Regions from separate parts of the Muntiacus reevesi genome. Here region 2 is linked to region 1. A link is a contact called in public Hi-C data. All regions are on one chromosome and are shown on one strand. The core of a region is the stretch at or near the end of the contact, and the rest is flanking DNA. Distances in the headings are between cores, read along the strand shown.

What was found. A called contact is a pair of places that touch in the nucleus more often than the background predicts.
Region 2: a contact with region 1 is called in a Hi-C map of muscle, with 2.4 times the contacts expected there. The contact joins the promoter of UBE2Q1 here to the promoter of PMVK in region 1. A contact is called at or near these places in 2 of 3 Hi-C or Micro-C datasets (blood and muscle).

The regions. Positions count from the first base shown.
Region 1 is chr1:78,470,893-78,474,797 of mMunRee1.1, forward strand. It overlaps PMVK (phosphomevalonate kinase), which reads left to right and starts at 2,285. Exons shown (of 5, transcript XM_065903282.1): 1 at 2,285-2,536. The coding sequence starts at 2,442.
Region 2 is chr1:78,827,610-78,831,042 of mMunRee1.1, forward strand. It overlaps UBE2Q1 (ubiquitin conjugating enzyme E2 Q1), which reads left to right and starts at 1,315. Exons shown (of 13, transcript XM_065903341.1): 1 at 1,315-1,760. The coding sequence starts at 1,434.

The DNA.
Region 1 (3,905 bases), core at 1,035-3,534:
TGTGGTTGGGTCAGGTGATGGAGGAGACTCTGGGAGGTCTGACTTCTCAGGGGTGACTCAGGAGGGCAGGAGCATGAGTGCAGTTAATCCTTTTTAGTCTCTGCTGGCAGAGGTGGGCCTGGTGCTTTTGGTGAACTCCCAGAGAAACTTGTTGAAGGTGACCTGGGAAATCTGCTCCTGCATTGGATCGTAAACTCTGAAACTGAGACTTCCTTGGTGGTCCAGAGACTAAGACTCAGCTCCCAATGCAGGGGGTCCAGGTTCCATCCCTGGTCAGGGAACTACATCCCACATGTCATAATACAGGCCCAGTGCAGCCAAATAAGGAAATTTCAAAAAGAAAAATGAACTCTGAAATCACACATGGCTCAGAATAAATAACAACTCCATATTTGAATTCTTTCTTGTTTACTTATTTATCTTTGGCTGCTCTGGGTCATTGCTGTGCCAGGGCCTTCACTAGTTGCAGCAAGCAGCGTGGGCTACTCTGTTGCCACGCACAGGCTTCTCATTGTGGTGGTTTCTCTTGTTGCAGAGCACAGGCTCTAGGTGTGAGGGCTTCTGTAGTTGTAGCGCTCTGCCTCAGTAGTTGCAGAGTGCAGGCTCTAGGGCTTTTAATGGTTGTGGCACACAAGCTCAGTAGTTGTGGCTTGTGGGCACAAGCTGTTGCTGTGTGGCATGTGGAATCTTCCTGGACCAGGGATTGAACCTATGTCCCCAGAATTGGCAGGCAGATTCTTATGCACTGAGCCACCAGGGAAGTCCAGCGATTCCATATTTAGGTTGTTCAGTTGCTCAGTTGTGTCCAACTCTTTTCAACCCCATGGACTGTAGCATAGCAGGCTTCCCTGTCCTTCACCATCTCCTGGAGCTTGCTCAAACTTACGTCATTGAGTTGGTGATGCCATCCAACCATCTAATCCTCTGTTGTCCTCATCTCCTCCTGACTTCAGTCTTTCCCAGCATCAAGGTCTTTTCCAATGAGTCGGCTCTTCGCATCTGGCACTTAATAATAAATGAAGCATTTTTATTGTATTTTATCATATATCTTCCTCATTTCCTTCTTAACACAACCCTGTGAGATGGGAACTCACAGTGACTTGCTGAAGGTCACATTCCTACCAAGTGCTAGGACGCCAAAGCTGGGATTACAGTTCCACTGTAGGCTTCCTTCGAAGTGCATGCAAATGTGCAGTGCTTTCAGGGTTTCTTACAAGAAAAAAAAAAAAAAAAAAATCTTCCCAAAGTCCATTCTTTTTGTATCTTACCACTGATCATTTTATTTTCCTTAGCTGCTTCTGTGCCATCTTTTCCATGTTCAGAGAATTAACAGTTTCTCCCAAAGGAGATCTTCACACCTCACTTCTCTTTACATGATAGCATGTAAAACAGAAGCAGTAATGGGTTGCAGGCTGTTTTGACAAATTCAGAGAGATACAGGGCAGCGAGCCATAGCTAAAGACAACTCCACTTCCTTAACTGGGGCTGGCTGGCAGCTGCTGTGGGCAGAGTCAGAGCTGAGAATTCAGGGTAGAGACAGATCACTGCCCCTTATTTTGCCCCTTGAACTCCTGGTTGAGAGCTGGACTCCAGATGAAACTAGATAATCTATCTAGTCCAGGAGTGGCTTCAAAAAACCTTTTAAACTTACTTTATTCCAGGCTCTCTGGCTTCAGAAAACTTTTGGAGAGGAAGTCGCGGCTAGAAAACCGACGTGAGTTTTCTTTCCTGGCTTAAAGGGTCAAACTGCAGTAGCCTCGCTGACTGTAAAACCCATTTAACAATAAAATAAAGCATGTTTGACTAAGTTCCTCCCCCCAGCAGACGTCACAAAACACGCCGCTCGCGACCTCGCCTTATTTCACATCCAGAAACACCTATTTTTCACTGTGGGGGGCATATACGGATTTGCTTTAGCACATGCATTAAAATGCACAGATAAACAGGTAGTTCTGAAAGCTTTCACAATATGAAAAGTTTATTCTTTTTTGGGTGTGTTGGTAGGATTGTGTGGAAGGCAATGTGAGGTTCACTTAGGAAATTTTAAGACGTCACCACCCTCGGAAGAGAATAGTTGCGTCCAACTCCCGCCTCCACACGTGTCACGCGTGTCAGCTAAGAAGGCGGGGCCGTGACGTCAGGTGGTGGGCGGGTTGGACTGTTCCAAATGAGTTCTGCTGGGGAGCTTCTTTAAGGGAGAAGGCTGCCCTAGGAATTAACATTCTTTCTCTCCATATTCCACTTGCGCAGGCTTTAATTTAAAGCCACGGAAGCACATGTACGGGCTGTCTGTCCTCTCCACGGCCATGAAGAAGACGGGGAGGGGCGGAACCCCTCCTTGTTGCCACTCCACCGAGTGGCCGCGTCCATTCTGTGCCGGTGGTCGGATTTAAGGAGTAGGGAAAAGTTAGCTTTAGGGATCGCAGAGCGTGGTGACCCCCATGGCCCCGCTCGGAGGCGTACCGGGGCTGGTGCTGCTGTTCAGCGGGAAGAGGAAATCCGGGAAGGACTTCGTGACCGAGGCGCTTCAGAGCAGGTGTCCGTGGGGTGGGGAAGGAGGAGGACCGCGAGACCCCGAATCACGTGACACGAGCGGTGTGTTGGGGTGTGATGGAGTGAGCTTTGGAGTTGGGGTCCTCAGGTTGTAGGGCAGAAGGAGCACTGGGTGGCCAGAAGTGGAGGATTGTCGCCGTCAGGAAAAACAGCAGTATACACACGCCCACCTCAAAGAACCAGGCGGCCTCCTCTCCAAAGAGAGGTGGTAAGCTCTAGATCTTTCGAGGAGTATTAGTCAACAGTTGCTACCAAAGCGCTTTTTATACACCATTCCTAATCCTCCTGACAGTATTGCGAGGTAATGTACAGAAGAAGAAACTGAGTCACAAATAAAGGATTTGCCTCAGACTACACCCCAGTTGTATCTGACTCCACAGACACTCCTTACCTAGCACTCCACCTCGTTTATGGGATTTATTGAGCCTTTATTGTATGCCAGATACCGTTGTTAGGTACTGTGTGGTAATTTTAGTCAGTATCTTCATTTTGCACATGCAGAAAAGGAGACTCTGAAAAGTTCAAAAGACAAACAACACCCAAACCTTCCAGGAACATAAAGTAGTTGGTAGATACAGGACTCAAATTCAGCTTTTGTCTAGCTCTAAGGAATGGGTTCGTTTTGCTTTCCCCATTTGCTTCTTTAATACATTTTTGTTCAAGTGTTTTTTTTTTTTTTTGCCTCTGCCTGCATGCTTGTGAGACCTAGATCCCCAGTCAGGGATCGAATCCCGGCCCTTAGCAGTGAAAGCATGAAGTCTTAACCCCTGGGCCACCAGGGAATTTCAGCAGGTTTTCTCCCAAAGGAAGATGTTCTGTGTGGGACCATTTTTTCTGGGCTAGGAGAGCACAGAAGTCAGAGAAGGTGGAGTGGGGCTTCTCTCCTGTTGAAGGCCAGTCTGTTGAGGGTGGTAGGAGGCTGCTTTTGGTCACCATGGGGAGTCTAAGAGGTTGTAGAAAATCCAAGGCAGAGTTTGCCACTTGAATCTTTCACCACTAAGTATCTGCCACCTTTTCCCAAGTTACATTTCTCCACCCAGCACATCAATTAATTTGTGGTCAGAAGCACAGACTCGGGAATTTGACTGCTGGGATTCAAATCCTGACTCACCACTTTATTCGAGTATGATCTTGTCCAAATTTCTTATGCATTCTGTTCCTCAGTTTTGTCATCCGTGAGTTGGAGATTATAGGGTGAGTGTAAGGATTAAATGAGATGATGTACACGAAGGGCCTAGAACAACTCTTAGCACCTAGTTACAGGCATGGCTTCCCAGGTGGCTCAGTGATAAAGAATCTGCCTGCCAATTCAGGAGACACAGGACACGCTGGGCTTTGATCCCTGGGTCTGG
Region 2 (3,433 bases), core at 65-2,564, 360 kb after region 1:
GTAGCTAACTGTCCAATCTCCCAAAAGGAGATAAATCATCTTTGAATACCCGGAACCCAATTTAGCCAATGAAGGCCTTTACCAACCTCCACTGACAACATAAATGAGTAGCCCAGAACAAAGCATCAAGGTGCACAGTTAAGTTCCCACAACGACTAACTCATTTTAGTCCAAGTGAAAGGAGAAGGTAGCAATCCGGCCAGCTGCTCAAGTGCCGAGTTGGCTCAGTAGAACCCATCAGGCCCTACCTGGGCTAACACCTGCCCTTGGAAGAGGAACGCCAACTACGGGTCTCTGGAATCTCAGCCAGCTTTGTCCTTTGTGATAGTGCCACCTAGCGAGGCCCTGGAAGCACTGCCGCCTACACCGGCTATGCCAGGACCACTGCGACAAGTCCAACAGACTTTGGACTGGGATTGTGGTCTCCTTTCATTTTATTGCCGGGTTAAAGGTTTAGACTAGTGACGTCCTCCTTCCATGACCCTGCAGAGGAAGCTTGTGTTGTCCCTCCCCGACCCACGTTCAGACCCAAAGGGACTGATAAGCGCGAAGAGTCAGCTATCGACTACCCGTCGTGCAGCATTGACCAGCGATCACTCTGCGACCTCCTCGCATCCACCCCTCGGGAGCAGGCAAAGCAAGCATTAGCATCCTCATCAAAATCACTGCACAGATGAGAAAACTCAGGGAAGGTGGTTAACCCAAGGTCACAAAACATCCGGGATGACAACCCAAGCCTCCTGTAACCGGGTCCCCGGCTCCTTCCCCAATCACACGCCCCTCCACATTTCAGGGTGGCCCCAAGGGAACAGAGCCTCGGGGACCGTGCGCCAAGGACAGGCGTGTGGGTGCAGGATAGAGATGATACAGAGGCGACCGCAGCCCTCCCTCTTTCTTCTCTGCTCACTGAGAGCCCTACATGTTCACCACGGCTCCGGGTGGGGGAAGAAGGGCCCAGAGCAGGAAACACAGTCCCGCGCAGGTAGCCCCTGGGAGCACGCGGCGCCGGGTCACGTGAGAGAGGCTCGCCGGTGAGGGCTCTAGCACGCACGCACGCCGTACGTAAACACGTACTGAGACGCTGAAGGCGGCGAGCCCGAAGCCCCGGGTCACATGTGGAGGGTGGTTGTACAGAACAAGGGGGCGGGAAGGAGAGAGGTGTCACGTGAAGGAGGTCGGAGCAGTGAGATCACGTGACGGGGACGGAGGCGGGGCCGCCGAAGAGGAGGAGGAGGAGGGGCGCGCGGCTTCCGGCGGTGGGGGGGGCCGGCGAGCGGAGGGGGGGGCCCTGTCCCGGAGGTGGCGGCGGCGCCATCTTGGCGAAGGGGGGATCAGGAAGTGCGGACCGCGGCGGCGGCGGCGGCGGCGGCGGAGCCCGGAGCGGAGGCCGGAGGCTCCCGGCCCGCCGGCCCCGGAGCGGAGCGGAGCGGAGGATGCAGCAGCCGCAGCCGCAGGGGCAGCAGCAGCCGGGGCCGGGGCAGCAGCTGGGGGGCCAGGGGGCGGCGCCGGGGGCCGGGGGCGGCCCGGGGGGGGGCCCGGGGCCGGGGCCCTGCCTGAGGCGGGAGCTGAAGCTGCTCGAGTCCATCTTCCACCGCGGCCACGAGCGCTTCCGCATTGCCAGCGCCTGCCTGGACGAGCTGAGCTGCGAGTTCCTGCTGGCTGGGGCCGGAGGGGCCGGGGCGGGGGCCGCGCCCGGACAGCATCTCCCCTCACGGGGGTCGGTGCCTGGGGATCCCGTCCGCATCCACTGCAACATCACGGTGAGGACCCCCTCGCGTGCGTGTCTCTGGAGTCCTCTTGTCTGGGACTCGGAATCACCCCACACAGCTTTTTGGTCTCGAAAGACCTGGGAGGCCGAATCCCCTCTCGGGGTTCGGCTCTTTTTCTTCAGGTTGCACTTGTTTCTGACGCTTGAGATTCTGCCATGCACCCAGAATCTCTGCCCTTCCATAGTCAGGGACACCCTGACATATGGCGCCTCGACTGCCCCTTTCTATTACCCACCCACATCGCAAGGTTCATCATTTTGGCTCATTTTGGTTACTTCACGACTTTTCTTGACACCTGGGAATGGCCCTCTTCCCCGCGGCCCCCTCACCCCGCAAGGTTCCAAGCCTCTTCATTGACTTCAGCTGGAAGGACCTGGCTTGGAATTCTGTAGATTTCAGAGATTTCCCCCTTCTCAGCAGTACCTTTCATTTAGGACGTTGCCACCTGTGAGATCCCTCCCAGGTGTGTCATTCAGCCCTTCTTCCTCTCTGAATTTTACCGGTGATAGTTTGCGATTCACCGACTCCTTTGCTTCCTCTCCTTTGGATTGCCTTTTATTCTGGTGTAACCTCTAACTCTCCTCCTTTTGCCCCAGCTGGTAGCTGCCACTCCCATCCTGTTCCCTATGGATATCTCCAGTTGCCCTGGGTTGTTACCTTTCCTGATAATGATGGTGATGTGCAAGGGCAATCTCATTTGTTCTGAGTGGTAACAGTTCCTTTTCTCCCAGTGAGCATCATTCCATCCTAGGTGTGCAGGGCTGGGAAGCACCTTACAGGTCTTCTACCTAGGCTATCCTCAAACATTCTGTGAATAGGGTTGGCGTCTGGTAATCTGGGAATACCTGATACTGTGTGGTATGGCACTTAAAATAATTGATACCACCTAGTGTGGTAGTGTTGACCCTGCTGGGAGCACCGGGTACCGAGCCAGGGGACAGTACTTTATCCAGGCAGGCACACTGCAAGTGGGAGTAGTCTGGAGAAAGACAGACTTGTGAATTGTGTGGCACTTGGGGGCCTGAATTCAATTCACATGGTTCTTGTTTACTATCCCTTGTATCAAACCAGGTCAAGGTTTGGTGAGGCAAGCCTCAGCTTGGGTTGGATGGTGCCCCACCAAAACTCACGTGTTCCATTTTCCTCTCTCACTTTTTTTTCATACTAAAAAGTCTCAAGATTGAAGGACTAGGTGTGGCTCTGTGAGCTGACGACTTGAGCATCTTTGATAATTTGTTTTCCTCCAGGATTGAGGATTAGAGCAGTGGCAGAGTTTAAGACCTTTTTAGGAGGTTCCCTTGGTGTATGTGGAAACTTCTGGGATTGATTCTTTACCTGAATTATGCTTTCAATTCCTTAAGGGTAGGTTTGCCCCCTTCTACTTGCCTTCCCAGTTGCCAGAGGCCATCTACTGTCGTTGTCCCTGGAAAGAGGTTAGTTTAGAAGATTCTGAGACTCCCTGTGATCACTATAAAGAAGACTTGGTGTGAACTGGCCCCCTTGATTTGGGCAGAGGGGGAGTCTGGTCAGGCTGCATTTGGCACCACGGCTCAAGAATGCTGGGAATGTTAGCAGCGTAGGCTTCTTTCTCCCAGCTTGCCATGTGGAGCCCTACAGCCTACGCCTGGACTGAGAGGGTGGCAGGTTCCCAAAGGAGAGGTGGG